2 separate regions of the Sus scrofa genome follow, and region 1 is linked to region 2. The links are chromatin contacts, called in public Hi-C maps. All regions are on one chromosome and are shown on one strand. The core of a region is the stretch at or near the end of the contact, and the rest is flanking DNA. Distances in the headings are between cores, read along the strand shown.

What was found. Hi-C and Micro-C count contacts between places; a contact is called where the count stands out from the background.
Region 1: a contact with region 2 is called in a Hi-C map of heart right ventricle, with 6 times the contacts expected there. The contact joins two enhancer-like sites. A contact is called at or near these places in 9 of 47 Hi-C or Micro-C datasets (embryonic fibroblasts, epiblast stem cells, fetal heart ventricle and 6 more) and 1 of 2 datasets of contacts at active chromatin or transcription factors (skeletal muscle).

The regions. Positions count from the first base shown.
Region 1 is chr15:56,309,429-56,316,357 of Sscrofa11.1, forward strand. All of the region lies in intron 1 of LOC102160389 (a long non-coding RNA gene), which reads right to left. Among named protein-coding and RNA genes, the nearest start is that of MFHAS1, 110 kb to the left of the region's middle. Within about 2 kb of position 3,088, at least 6 of the 83 cell types and tissues checked have an H3K27ac peak or open chromatin away from gene starts, as enhancers often do. A contact at or near this core is called in fetal skeletal muscle, where this site is marked.
Region 2 is chr15:55,839,659-55,847,123 of Sscrofa11.1, forward strand. No RefSeq gene overlaps it. Among named protein-coding and RNA genes, the nearest start is that of PPP1R3B, 160 kb to the right of the region's middle. Within about 2 kb of position 4,478, at least 9 of the 83 cell types and tissues checked have an H3K27ac peak or open chromatin away from gene starts, as enhancers often do. A contact at or near this core is called in fetal skeletal muscle, where this site is marked.

The DNA.
Region 1 (6,929 bases), core at 1,838-4,337, 470 kb after region 2:
ATGATGCTTAAGAATGTTTTATAATAATACTAAAAAATTTTGCTACAATTCTAAGGGGAAAATAGGTCACAAGTTTTATATGTAACGTTTTTCCAACACTTGTGAGAAAAAAAATACACAGGCAAAAAGTGTCAGACAAAATGCTAACCAATTACTTCAGATTTGAGGAGGTGGGTGATTTTTTTTCTCTCTCTTCTTTCCAAATTACCCACAATAAGCTTTACCTTGAAATTATAATATCATTACCAAAAAACACATGTCCCTTAGGTGACCACCTCCTCCCTCACTGGAGATCTCTTTGTCCCCCTGTTCATCACACCACAGCTTTCTCCCTATAGACACAATGAAAACAAGAAAAACAAAGCCACAGAATTCACTTTTGCAAGAATCATCAAGGTTAGCATGCACCCAAACCATAACACATTTGATAAGATGCCCAGAGGAGAATTCCACCCCGCTTCCATGCATTCCTGCCCAAGACATGTAGCATGAATCTCATCATGAAGAAGTATCAACAAACCCCAAACTCTTTTAAAGGGTAGCTGGCCTGGACTATCCCAAGATGTCAAAAGCCAGACAAGAAGGGCTGAAGAACCACCCAGATCAAAGGACACCAAAGAGAAGTTCCCCTGTGGTGCAGGGGGTTAAGGATTTGGCATTGTCACTGCAGAGGCAGTGGACGATCCTTGGCCTGGGAACGTCTACAGTTTCAAAAAAATAAGCCAAAAAAATAACTAAATAAAAGGACACCAACCATAAGTGATGCAGGATTACATCCTCGACCAGAATTTTTCTATTGCTAAAAGAGCAATAAGTAAACAATTGATGAATTGAAATAAATTCTGCATATTAAATATTACAACAGTTTCATCATTAGTCTTCTGATTCTGTTAGGTCTAGCATGGATATCTATAAGACAGTTTTTAGGGAATACATGCAGACATTCTTTAGGGGGCATCAGTTTGCAACACACCATCAGATGGTGCAGAAAAAAATAATATACATATGAGAGAGAATGCAAATGTGTTAATAGTTGGGAAATCTGGGTGACAGGCATACTGGAATTCTTTATTCTATTTTTAATAACTTTTCTGTAAACCTGCAACTATTTCAAAATAAATGGTAGAGATAGTGAGAAAAAAAGAAAAATTGTCTTCTCTCTTTCTCAACTTCTCTCTCCCTGCCTCTTGTCTCTCTCTCCCATCCCACAAACCCACACACAGAAACATGTCTAAAGGAAGTGTAGCAAAAGCATTAATAGCATTTATATCTAGACAGTGGGGCATTACGTTTAAAATTAGTCTTGCAAAGACAATAAAAGCAAAAATAAACAAGCGGAGCTATAACAATTTAAAATGCTTCTACATAACAAAGGAAACCAAGTGAATGGAAAACAATGAAATAAAGAAGCTGCCTCCTGAACAGGAGAAAGTATTTACAAGTCATATATCTGATAAGGGATTGATTTCCAAAATATACAAAGAACTCATATAACTCGATAGCAAAAAACCAATCTGATTAAAAACCGCGCAGAGGATCTGAATAGGCATTTTTCCGAAAAAGATATACAGACAGTCAACAGGTACATGAAATGTGTTCAACATCGTTAATTACTAGGAAAACGCAAATCAAAATCACAGTGAGGTACCATCTCACACCTGTAGGAATGTCTATCATCACAAAGACAAGAAATAACAAGTGTTAGCAAGGACGTGGAGAAAATACTGCCATTGTGAACTATTGCTGGGAATGTAAACTGGTAAAGCTGCTATGCAAAACAACATGAAGGTTCCCCCCAAAATTAAAAATATAACTACCATATGATCCAGCAATTCCACTTCTGTGCATTTATCCAAAGGAAAGAGACACTAAGCAGTAAAGATACATGCACTCTTATGTTCACTGCAGCATTGTTTACAATAGCCAAGATATGGAAGCAACCTTAGTGTCCACCTATGGACAGATGGATAAAAAAATATATATGTATATATGCAATGGAATGTTATATACCATGCACATGTATATATGCAATAGAATATTATTCAGCCTTAAAGAAGGAAATACTGCCACTTGTTTTTTTTGTTGTTTTTTTTTTGTCTTTTTTTTCCTTTTCTAGGGCAGCTCCCACATGGAGGTTCCCAGGCTAGGGGTCGAATTGGAGCTGTAGAGGCCAGCCTACGCCAGAGCCACAGCAACGCAGGATCTGAGCCACATCTACAACCCACACCACAGCTCACGGCAATGCTAGATCCTTAACCCACTGAGCAAGGCCAGGGACCGAATCCACAACCTCATGATTCCTAGTTGGATCCGTTAACCACTGTGCCACGACCGGAACTCCAATACTGCTACTTGTGATGAACATGGTTTGACATGCATGAACCTTGAAGGCATTATACAAAGTGACATAAGACCAAGAAAGAGAAATGCTGTATTTTCTCATTTACATGTGGAATCTTAAAAAACAAAAACAGAGGGTAGAATACTGACTGCCAAGAGCTAGGAGGTGGGGGAAATGGGAGAGGTTGGTCAAAGGGCATAAACTTCTTGTTATGAGATGAATCAGCTCCCAGGATCTAATGTTCAGTATGGTGACTACAGATAACAATACCGTTTAGTACACTTGAAAGTTGTTAAGAAAGTAGACCTTAAAGGTTTTCATCATCATGTCGACAACAACAAAAAGGTAATTATGGGAGGCAAAGGATGTGCCAACTAACCTGATTGTGGTAAACGTTTTGCAGTATATACGTGTATCAAGTAATCATGCTATACCCCTTAAACACACACAATGTATGTCAGTTACATTTCAATAAAGCTGAGGGGGGGAAATAATAATAAAATCAACCTTTTTATGCTTTTATGTTTCACACATAATCAACCACCGATATGTATTTATTCTCATCATATACATACATTTACAACTTTAAAATGGGCCACCAAGGGCTGTGGCTGTGATCTGCCCTGAGGGCCCCTCTGCAGTGTCAGTTGGCTTGTCTGTATCACGACTCTCCCCACACAGTTACACCCACGTGGGCTCCACCAGCAGCTGTGGCTGGGCCAAAACTGGCCTCAATGGGATGGTGATAGTAAGACAGCTGTACTCTCAAGTGACTTGAAGTGTCACATGTCTTTCCCCTGAGGCCATGAGTATACCGTATGACGGAAGAAACTAAAAATGGCAATGTGCATACTCTTTGGTGTAGAAACACCCTGTCACTTTCTGGGAGCTGAAGAGTTCCAGAAAGATGAAGGTGGAGATTGTCTACGTGGTTAACGTGTCTCTGATTTTTTTTAAAGCAAATTATTACTTGTTACGGATTTATAGTACACGTCATCTTAATCTCTGGGTGTCTTGGAGAACCACCCAAGTTCTTTCCCCATTAGTTATAGTTTTAAAAATAAATTTTAAAGTAGCACTTATCACAGTGCTGGGCATATCTCATAGAGAACCAATAAATACTCTTCTGATGAACTGATCAAAAAATGAATCCAAAAGGTGTGAATGACTGGCATGAGAAGAAAACTTTGCAGTCCGGGTTTTAAGGTTTGGATTATGCAATAGGTTTGACAGTTTCTGACCAATTTATTTAACAATTTTCCAGTCTGTGCCAGTTGACTGTGGCCTCAGTGGGTCACTGAGTTTGCCTCTGGCTGCAGGCAGGAACAGGTCACACACTGGGATCTCAGCAGGCAGGCTGTACGCCAACATTCTGCAAAACGTCCAGAAAGGGCTTTCACAACTTAATGCTGAAAGGCACCCTAAAGTTTATATCACTGAAAATTCAGCCTTAATAGATCAACCTCTTCATCCCACAAAGCTAGGTCTTCAATTTGTGATTTTAGAAAGAGAGACATGTTCAATTCTAGACTCTTTTCATTCGTTTCTGTCCCTATGAGGGATGATTCTCTGAATTTATTCTCAAAGTCTGCAACCATTTAAATATGGAGACAAATGCTTAACCCACTCATTAGAGGAATTAGACATGGATTTTCTTCTAACCTGCTTTTTGAGCAGCCTCTTGGTTGGACTCAGACAACCCAAGATATACTTTTGTGTAAAACATCATGCTCTTTGAGAAAACCTAACTGATTTTCTGTTTACAAAATATTTCAGAAATCAAGGTAAAAGCCTTTAGAACTAAACCTTGGAAATTTTAATTTCCAAATATTAAGAAAGAAATGTATGACAGTAAACATGTATTATTCTGTCTTGACATCTGGCATTGTGATTAGTTTCTTTCCAGAAAATAACTTTAAATCATGATGTGAAGTTAAATGTAAAAATCTAACAAGAGAGGAAAATGGCTTCAGGATCTTAGAATTCAAAAGTGTCTCTGCTGTTTGCATCAACATTCCTTCTCTCATGAGTATTCATAATTCCATCACATTTCAGTCATCAAACAGCCAACACATAGAGCTACCTAAGGTGACATTTGTACTGATTTAATACTTACAATAATCTTGCAAAGAAGGTACTATTATATTCTTTTTACAGATAGACAGCAAGAGTCAATTGCCTGAAGTAAATAAGTAATCAAAGGCAAAGCACAGTTCCAATCCTCTGACCTGACTAAAGGGTACAAAATTTTAGCAATTGCATTTTACCATATGTCTGATTATTATCAGAGGCAAATTGGGAGAGGGTAAAATTAAGGTATTGGGCAATAATCTTAATGGTAGCTAACTCTGACCAATCCTCAGAGGTCAAATTTCTGGGGTACCAAATTCCTCTTTGAGGAAAGTAGCAAAAGGGGGTGGGTTTATCACGTTCTGCGAGAGTTTTGCATTCTGCTGAGCTGCATCGTGGTTGCAGTCAGCAATTGCTGTATTCCCTTCAGCTGTCTTGTACTCCTTTAGCCCCCTCCTGTTGAGAGTTTTGCGGTATGCTGCGCCACCTGGTGGATACTGTAAGCAACTACCCCTTTTTTAAGCATACATACATCACACTGTCCTGCTGCGCTTTGCGGTCTACTGCGCCACCTGGTGGTTATTGTTAGGAATTACTCTATTCTCTTCATCTGTCTTGCAAGTCTTCGCCCTATCCAGCTGTTTTTGCATTCAACTGCGCCACCTGGTGGATGCTGTTAGCACTTACTCTATTCCTTTCAGCTCTCCTGTACGTCTTTGTCCTGTCCTGCTGAGTTTTGCGTTCAACTGCACCACCTGGTGGATGCTGTTAGCAATTACCCTATTCTCGTCTTGTACTCTGCCCTGTGTTCTGCTGCGCCACCTGGTGGTTACAGTTAGCAAGTGATTTATAATCACTTTAGCTGTCTTGTATACTATTTATTGCCCTGTCCTTCTGAGTTTTGAGTTCTGCTGCACCACCCTGTAGTTGCAGTTAGCAATTACTATATTCCCTTCAGATGTCTTTTACATGCTTGCCTTGAGATTTGTATTCTGTTTTGCCACCTGGTAGTTGCTGTTAACATTTACTGTATTCCTTTCAGCTGTCCTATATTTCTTTGCCCTGTCCTGAATTTTGCATTCTACTGTGCCACCTGGAGGTTGCACCTAGTAATTACTCTATCCCCTTCAGCCATCTTGTACATGCTTCCCTGAGTTTTGTATTCTGCTGCACCACCTGGTGGTTACAGTTAGCAACTGCTATATTTCCCACAGCCTTGTACTTAACTTGCCCTGTCTGGCTGAGAGTTCTACATTCTACTGACAGCTGGTGGTTGCCATTAGCAATTTCTATTCTTTTCGGCTCTTTTGCACTTCTTTGTCTTGTCCTATTGAGTTCTGTGCTTTACTGTGCCACCTGGCGCTTGCAGTTAGCAACTGCTATATTCCCTTTATTTTGTACATGAATGCCTTGAGTTTTGTATTCTACCCGCCACCTTGTAGTTACTGCAATTGCTATATTCTCTGCAGTAATCTTGTACTTTTCTACCTGCCCTGCTGAGATCGCTGTGCCACCTTGTGGTTGCAGTTAGCAATTACTCTATCCCCTTCTGCTCTCTTGTGCATGCTAGCCCTGAGATTTGTATTCTCCTGTGCCCCTGCTGGTTACAGTAAGGAATTGCTATATTCCCTTCAGCTGTCTCATATTGCTTGCCCTGTCTTGCTGAATTTCACATTCTACTGCACCACCTGGTGGTTGCTGTCAGCAATTACTCTATTCCTTTCAGCTGCCTTGTATTTCTTTGCCCTTTTCTGCTGAGTTTTGTGTTCTGCTGTGCCATGTGGTGGTTGCAGTCAGCAGTTATTCCCTTCAGCTGTTTTTCACATGCTTGCATGAGTTCCATATTCTGCTGTGCTACCTGGTGGTTACAGTTAGCAATTGCTATAGTCCCTGAAGCTGTATTATAATTGCTTACCCTGTCTGAGAGTTTTGCATTAACTGTACCACTTGGTGGATGCTGTTAGCAATTACTCTGCTGAATTTTGCTGTGCCACCTGGTGGTTGCAGTTAAGAAATGCTTTATTCCCTACCGCTCTTCTGCTTGTTCTCTCTGGCTGAGAGTTTCGTGTTCTACTGCACCACCTGCTGTTTGTAGTTAGCAACTGCTATATTCTCCACAGCTGTCTTCCACTTTTTTTTTTTTTTTTTTTTTTGGTCTTTTTGCCATTTCTTGGGCTGCTCCCACGGCATACGGAGGTTCCCAGGCTAAGGGTTGAACTGGAGTTGTGGCCACCAGCCTACATGGGATCCCAGCCGCATCTGCAGCCTACACCACAGCTCACGGCAATGCTGGATCCTTAACCCACTGAGCAAGGGCAGGGATTGAACCCGCAACCTCATGGTTCCTAGTCGGATTCGTTAACCACTGAGCTACGACGGGAACTCCTGTTTTGCACTTTTTTGCTCTTGTTCTATACAGTTTTGCATTTTGCTATGCCACCTGGTAGGGAAATTACTATCTTCCCTGCAGCTGTCTTGTACATCTTTGTCTATACTGATGTTTTGCATTCTATTGCAC
Region 2 (7,465 bases), core at 3,228-5,727:
GTGGAGCAGATGGGGTGAGATGGACTGTTGGTGGCAGCCCATCCTGAGTCTTGGAGCCCTTGTTTTTTTCTCTTTCCCATTCCTCCTCCCAAATCTGTCCTGCCTTGTCTGTGATTCAGCGAATCACTCCAGTGCAGCCCATTCAGAGGAGCCCTGACTGCCCTAGGTCACGGCTTTATGTTGTCTTGGAGTTTTGTCTATTTTCAGGTCAGTGGTGGTGAGAATGGGGCAGCATCCATCTGAAAGGACCATATCAAAGTATACCCTCTGTTTTAGTCCATTTGGGTGGCTGTAACAAAATACTATTGACTAGGTGGCTTATAAGTGGCAGACATTTAGTTCTCACAGTTCTGGAGACTGGAAGTCCAAGGTCAGGGTGTCAGTGCATTGAGTGAGGCCCCTCCTCCAGGTCACAGGCTTCCCATTGTGTCCTCCCACGGCACGAGGGGCAAGGGAGCTCCCTGGGGTCTCTTCGGTAAAGGCACTAATTCCATTCACAAGGGCTTGAGCCTCCTACTAAGCCCCACCTACTAATACTATCAGCCTTAGGGGTTAGAATTTCAACATATGAATGGGGGACCTCAAACATTCGGACCCTACACTCCATCTCCACTCTGCCTCCCGACTCAGACGTCAGCCTGCAGCTTATGCAGGTGAATTGTATGGTGTCTGCCCTTATCTTGGCAATATGGCCATGTGGTTGTTTTCACGCTGGCCTTTTTGCCCCCAGCACACAGGAAATTAGTTTAATTGAAGCTATCATGTGAATTTGTCAGGACAGAGAACTGAGTCTACGGCATGTGCTCGCTCTGACAGACATTGACAATCTAATTAAAGGGCTTTAATTATTAAAGCTCTCAGCCACTCAGAGGGGCAGGTCACCAGTCACCACGCACATGTGCCTGAGTGGCATAGGATTAGGACACAACAAGCTCCCAACTGGCTGTTATTGTGGATTTCCAGTTTGTGAGATCTCATTTCAGTCACAAAGTCCCCATGGTCCTTTCCAGGTCTGGTCCTGCAGACAGAGCTCCGAACTGGCTGGGGTCCTAGATTCTGGTCCTCCCTCTGCAGTTGACTCTTGGGGTCTTCGGTCAGTCCTTTCTTCTTCTCGGTGCCTCCATAGTCCCACCTGTACTGTGTGGCTACAAATATTTGCTTAGGATCATTTTAGCAGCTGTGAAGTATCCTGGGATCTTTGAATGAAAGACGCTCTATTAAAGCTTATGAACCAAGTGACGACTCTGGCCCCATCCGCACAGCAGAGCTCGGCAGGAGACAGACTAGGCCCATTCAACCCTCACACAGGCCGAACTTTATCCCAAAGCCTCACTGTTGGCCAGGGCGGCAGGGCTTGTCAGAGAACGGAGCGGTCCTGCACTTTCAAAGTGCCCTCTATGCAGCATGGTTACTTTTTTTTTTTTCTTTTTAACCATTGCATATTAGTAAAGGTAAAACGACTATGCAAGAAAAAGAACAGTCATGAAAGGAGGAGGTGTTTCTCAAGGAAGATCTGCTGATTAGGCCATTAAAAATGTCATTGAGGTCACTTGGCCTGGAGTTGGAATTCATTAGCACTCCTGCCTAAATATCAGGGTGCCGTTTTTGCATGTATTGCATGTTGTTTCACAGTGTTCGCAGTGCAGGAGAGCAGAGCTGAGAACCAATAGTATGGTGTGTGCAGGGCTGGCTGGGGTTCAGCGTGACTATTTTTGTTTCTCCATCATGACTCCTCTGCTGCAACACCTCCCCTTGCATCTGTCTTGCGGCTGCAATAGCATTGTCTCGGAGCTCCTATCCTGGCCTCCCTGATTCCCAGGACCCTCTGTCTAACTCCCGCTCCTCCCACCCACCCCCCTCCCCGCCATTTCCTCCAGGAGCTTTACTAAAAGAACAATATATCTCTGTTTGCTCCCTCCTCAAGCCACGGGGGCTTCTTTGAACTCCTCACTTCCCCCGAGAAGCCAGGTATCCCATCAAGGTACCATCCTGGACTGGGGACATCTAAGAAACTTGGCACTCCCATAGGAGTCTCCATTCTTGCGTCGTCAGCAGGAACCTAGGGAGATGCTCAGGCACGATGGTCTCCAGTGTCAGTCTTTTTCTGAGTGTGCAGAGCAAACTCCCCTTTGGTCTCAGAGAAGAACACAAACATTTCTGCAGGCTTACTGAGGCCTGTGTCTTCCTCTGTGATCATATCTCCCTTCACCCACCTCTTTGCTCATCAAGCCCAGCCACTCTGTTCTCCTTTCTGTTCCTTAGACTCATCCAATTTCATTCCCACTTCAGGGCTTTGCACTTCTGCTGGTCTCTTTCTCTGAGACACCCTGCCCACCCCCAAGAGGCATGTCAGCTCTTTCTCATCATTCAGAGCTTTGCTCACATGTCAGCTCTCAGAGGTTAATGTCTAGGATAGCCCTTCCCACTTGGCCTTGTCCAGCTTGTCCTCAGACTTTGGAAACCATTGACAATCACTGATGCCGTGGATGAGCTGACACATATATTTCTCTGTCTCTCCGGCACTAGGATAGAGATTCCATGCCAGGGACCTGGTTTGACACCCTCAAGGCTGTATCCTCAACATCATGTAATGTATCTGGCACTTAGTAGGCTCTCTATATAAATATTTGTTAAAAAAATCAATGAGTGGACAAACTAGAATTTTTTTTTTTTATGCCAGTGAACTTCATCTCTCAAACTTAGCAGTGTTGGGCTTTGTCACTGGAAGTCCCATCTGGACCCCCTACTCTACCCGTGGCAGGTCACGATGGTGGGCCTCGGCTGGTTTGCAGCATCCCAGTCACTGGGAAGTTCAGGGCTTGCCTGTGGCTAGTAGACCATGATACTAGGGGTGTGCCAAGCATCAGCCTCCAGAACTCATCAGAGAGTCCAACTGGGCCACCACTAGCTGGGAGATGGGTGAGCAGGAAGATCTTGGAATGAAGCATAGAATATAAAGTGGGGAAACCAGGCCAAAGGGAGACCCTGAAGGGACTCCCAGATCCAAGGGAACACGGGTCCCCTGTAAAGACCCCGGTAGTTTGGGGTGAGCAGGTGAAGGAGTAGTAGAGTCACTTGGTCCAGATATGCAGTTACTGACAACTGTTCTCCTAGGGATATGAGTTGCTCTGAGGACCTCTGGGAGCTTCAGGGCGGGGTGGGGGGAGGAGTATTCCTTTCTTGCTGCAGACTAGTGGGTGGGATCCCAGGAAGGGAGCTTCTCAAAAGATAACCAAGGAGGTCATTGAACGGTCCAGAAAAGAGTGGACAAGGACTGGCAATGGCAGAAAGGAGGAAGTGAAGGAGATTCATGCCAGAGGAATTGCTGATTCAGAACTGAAAAAAAATGTGCACTTGATCAGAATAGATGGATGGCATGGGGAAGAAAGAAGATGCCACAAGGACTGGGAATTCTGTGTGTCCAGCTGCATAGAGGCTGTCAGATGTCTTCACCAAGTACAGCAAGGTGGGGACAGGCTGGGGGCAAAAAGCCTTGTCTCCTCACAGGCTGAATTTGACAAGCTCATAGGGCCTCCTGAGAGAGATTTTTTTTTCCTCATAAGCAGATGGAAATAGAGGCCTGGAGCATAAGAGAATGGCAGAAATTGTATTATTTTGAGTAAAAAGAGGCTCTAAAGGTAATCAAGATTTTTGGTGGAAAGAGAGGGCACCAGGAGGGCATTTTTAACTTCAATACAACTAATACTGATTAAAGTAAAGCTTGAAGCTGGTGGACAGTTTTGTATTTAAATGGAGGGGCTGGGATTTAATTTTTGAAATGGATCGTGAGGTTTCAGAAATCAGCTATCTTTTTTTTTTGCATCACAAAGAGGACTGGGGAGTGTCTTTAGTAGGGCAGAGACCTAGCAATGACAACCCCAAAGGGCCAGATAGGAGAGTCTAGTTTTTCTCAATAAAAAGGGACGAGTCCTTTTGTTCAACAAAGCGTCCACACCATGACCCCTGCAAAGGTCACTTTGTGCATGTAATGCTGAAAACATCATGCTTAAAAAAATTACACATTATTCATACCACACAGGTAAACAAAACCAAATTATGGTCTCTTCTTGCCTCCAAGTAAAGGAAACCAAAGCATCAGAAATGAAAACAAGACACTACACAAAGATGAGAAAACAGATCAAACCCTAGAGAACACGTGCAAAACCAGCAAAAATAGTTACCAACTGTGGGAGATAGAATACAGAACAAAAGGAGTCCTCAGAGACACCCTCCCTCCCAAAGAACCAAATAGCAACTTTAAAATGTGAGGAAAGATAAATCATATTTCATAACCAATATTACATCGATGAGAGAAGATTCATAACATAGCCTTGGGTCCTGCTTGCTGAGTTCTTGTAATAAGCTCTGGGCCAGAGCTAAAAATAGTCAAGGAATGGGAACAGTCAGGCGTCGGGGGTGAGGCTACAGGCCAGCACTGGTGACAAGGGCGTGGTCACATGGACAGAGGCAGATGGAGAGGAGGGCAAGGCTTGGCCAGGGCAGAAGGGGAAGCCCCTTAGGTCAGCCCCATGGGCTACAGCAGAGCCAAGCGCTGATGGCCTTAGATGCCCGGAAGCCTCTGCTGCAGCTTCTGCCACTTGTTCCTGCCTCACAGATCACCTCCAGCTTCCCCCGACAACTGGTGTTTTCCTCTTGAAACGTAGTGTGGCCAGGGAGGGCACTCTAGTATTTCTTGAGCATCTTGGAGGGCCTCCAGGCAGGGTGGACCAGGAAGTTGGAGGGGGTTTGCTGGTCAAATGAACTTGAGAGACACTGTGTCCAAAACCTCCTTTTTTTTTTTTTTTTTTTTTAAGGGCCACACTTGCAGCATATGGAGGTTCCCAGGCTAAGGGTCTAATCAAAGCTGTAGCCATTGGCACAGCAACATGGGATCCGAGCTGCAGCAACTCGGGATCCGAGCCACATCTGCGGCCTACCCCACAGCTCACGGCAACACCAGATCCTTAACCCACTGAGCGAGGCCAGGGATCGAACCAGCATCCTCATGAATCCTAGCCAGATTTGTTTCTGCGAGCCACAAGAGAAACTCCTAAAACCTCCCTTGAGTTCACATCCCCATCAGCATATTCAAGGCTTCAAGTCCTGCTGTTAAAGAACCCAGTTTAATTAGCCACCACCCCCCGCAAAAAAACATGCCAAAAAGCTAGAGGTCTACAAAATCTGCTTTATCTTTGCTGCCTTACAGTTATTATTCTGAATAACAAGAACAATAATATTCACGGTCACCAAATTTGATTTGGCTATTCTGATGGGCTGTGCCCATCCCCTCTCACTGTCAGATGTTTTGGCCTTAAAGTTGCCCATTAAATTGGGAGGGAACAACTTTCTCCGAGGAGGTTATCTGAGGAGGGACATAGCCTGGCTGAAACGTCCGAGCTTGCCCGCAGGAAACTGTGGCACTCGTGATCAACGTATGGATAGAACGTCCTGTGTGTACAAAGCACTTTTATAGATGATCCTTTAGTCTTCTCTCACTGTAACACAGTGATGGGCTGTGGGAAGCTGAGCTGATTCCCTTCTGGGAGTGCAGCAAAACCAGTTTGGTTTCTGGAGGAGTTAAATCCGAAAGGTAAAGACTTAGGATAATTATAGCCCCACTTTCTCCTGCAGCTTCACCGGTCAAGAGTACTTCCCCCACTGATCCCTTCTCAAGTTTAACCACTAATTACTTGATGCGGATGCTGGCTGAATAGGAAATTTTATATCGGAGGACCTAAAACTCATATTATTTTTCAGTTCCTTGCTGAGTTATCTGATGATCACACTGATGCCAACAGGATCAAGTCCAAGTACCTTAGCTTCCCTTCACATCTGACGACCCAGCTTTCCCACATCATCTCCTATCACTTTCCCACCCTGTGCGCTGCATTCCTGCTCCCCGCAACCACCAGCCATTTCCCAAACAGGCCTTGCTTCCTCCAACCCCTAGCCCTCAATGCACTCACTCTGCGTTCTGTTCCTAGCTGTCCTTTTCTTTCTCTCCCTGAAAACCTTCCAGTCACTTCTTCCTCTGGGTTCCTCTGCCCCCTATACCTCAATTTAGACAGCACTCATCCTTTTGGAATTGTTCCTGTGTCTTTCTGGAGCTTCTGAAAAGCAGGGCCTATGTTTCATCCATCATGGCGCCCCCTGGGCATCGCGCAGTACTAATGGCACATCATAGATGGTGCCTTTTTTTTTTTTTTTTTGTCTTTGGTCTTTTTTCAGGGCTGCACCTGAGGCATATGGAGATTCCCAGGCTAGGGATGGAATCAGATTACAGCTGCCAGCCTACACCACAGCCACAGCAATGCCAGATCTGAGCCACATCTGCGACCCACAGCACAGCTTACAGCAATGCCGGATCCTTAACCCACTGAGCAAGTCCAGGGATTGAACCCGCAACCTCATGGTTCCTAGTCAGATTCATTTCCTCTTGCCACAATGGCAACTCCAAGATGATGCTTAAGAAACTTTCATGGAATGGATGATTCACTTAGGTGCTGTCTTCTTCTGTGGAATTCTGGATTCATGCTGAGACCCAAAACTGTACCAATAACCGATCATCAGCAATCAATGGGGAGTGGCAAGAGGGAGGAGCCAGAGCCGGCATTGGCCATGCCATGTGGGTCGATGGAAAAAGCCTGGGCCCAGTGGTTGCTTATCACAATCTCTGGGAAAAGAGATACATATGAGATTTTTAAAAATTGTTTTTCAAAAAGAGAATGGACTAAAAGAGGGTGAGAAATAGCAGCCCAGGACTGCATTCACAGTGAGCCATGCTGGATAAGACAGGGATGGAGAAACAGGGCACAGGACTGTCCCCAGGCCTGCCTTCTGGGATGAGGGGGGCCTCCTCCCACTGTGAGGGGCTCCTTGACTCAGGGACCTCCCACCTGGGGGAGGCTGGGTGCACTCCCCCACTTCAGCCTCCCTGGCATAGATGAGGCTCATTCTCAGCTTCTCCTGGAGGGAAAGAAAAGCTCGTAAATTGTTACCAGTTTTTCCCTCACTTTTATGTTTCCTCTTCATGTTTAACCTTTGATTATTTGATTAAGATCTCTAAGAGGAGCTTGTTCAGTCTAAGCTCAATTCGCCTTCATTATCATTCCTCAGAATCCTTGAACATAAAGGGATCTAAACCAAACGTCTGGACATTGAGCGCAGCCGTGCAAACAGCCTCTGGTAATTCCAGGCAAGGAGTGAAGATATCCAGCAAATGGCAAGCAGTGGAGGTCGTACCTATTTTCTTTCTGAGATGATCCCCAACAGGGAGTCAGGACTAGTCCTTAAATTATGTTTGTTTACAAAAGTTGCTTTACCTTTTTGAGCTTAAAAGTCCAGCTGTGCACAAAAGAGATCACGGACCATTGCAATTAAAAGGGACTTTGGTGTTTACTTAGTTCTCCCCATTGCATCTCACATGGTGGAAAGGGACAGCGGGAGAAGCGTAATTCGAAATTTC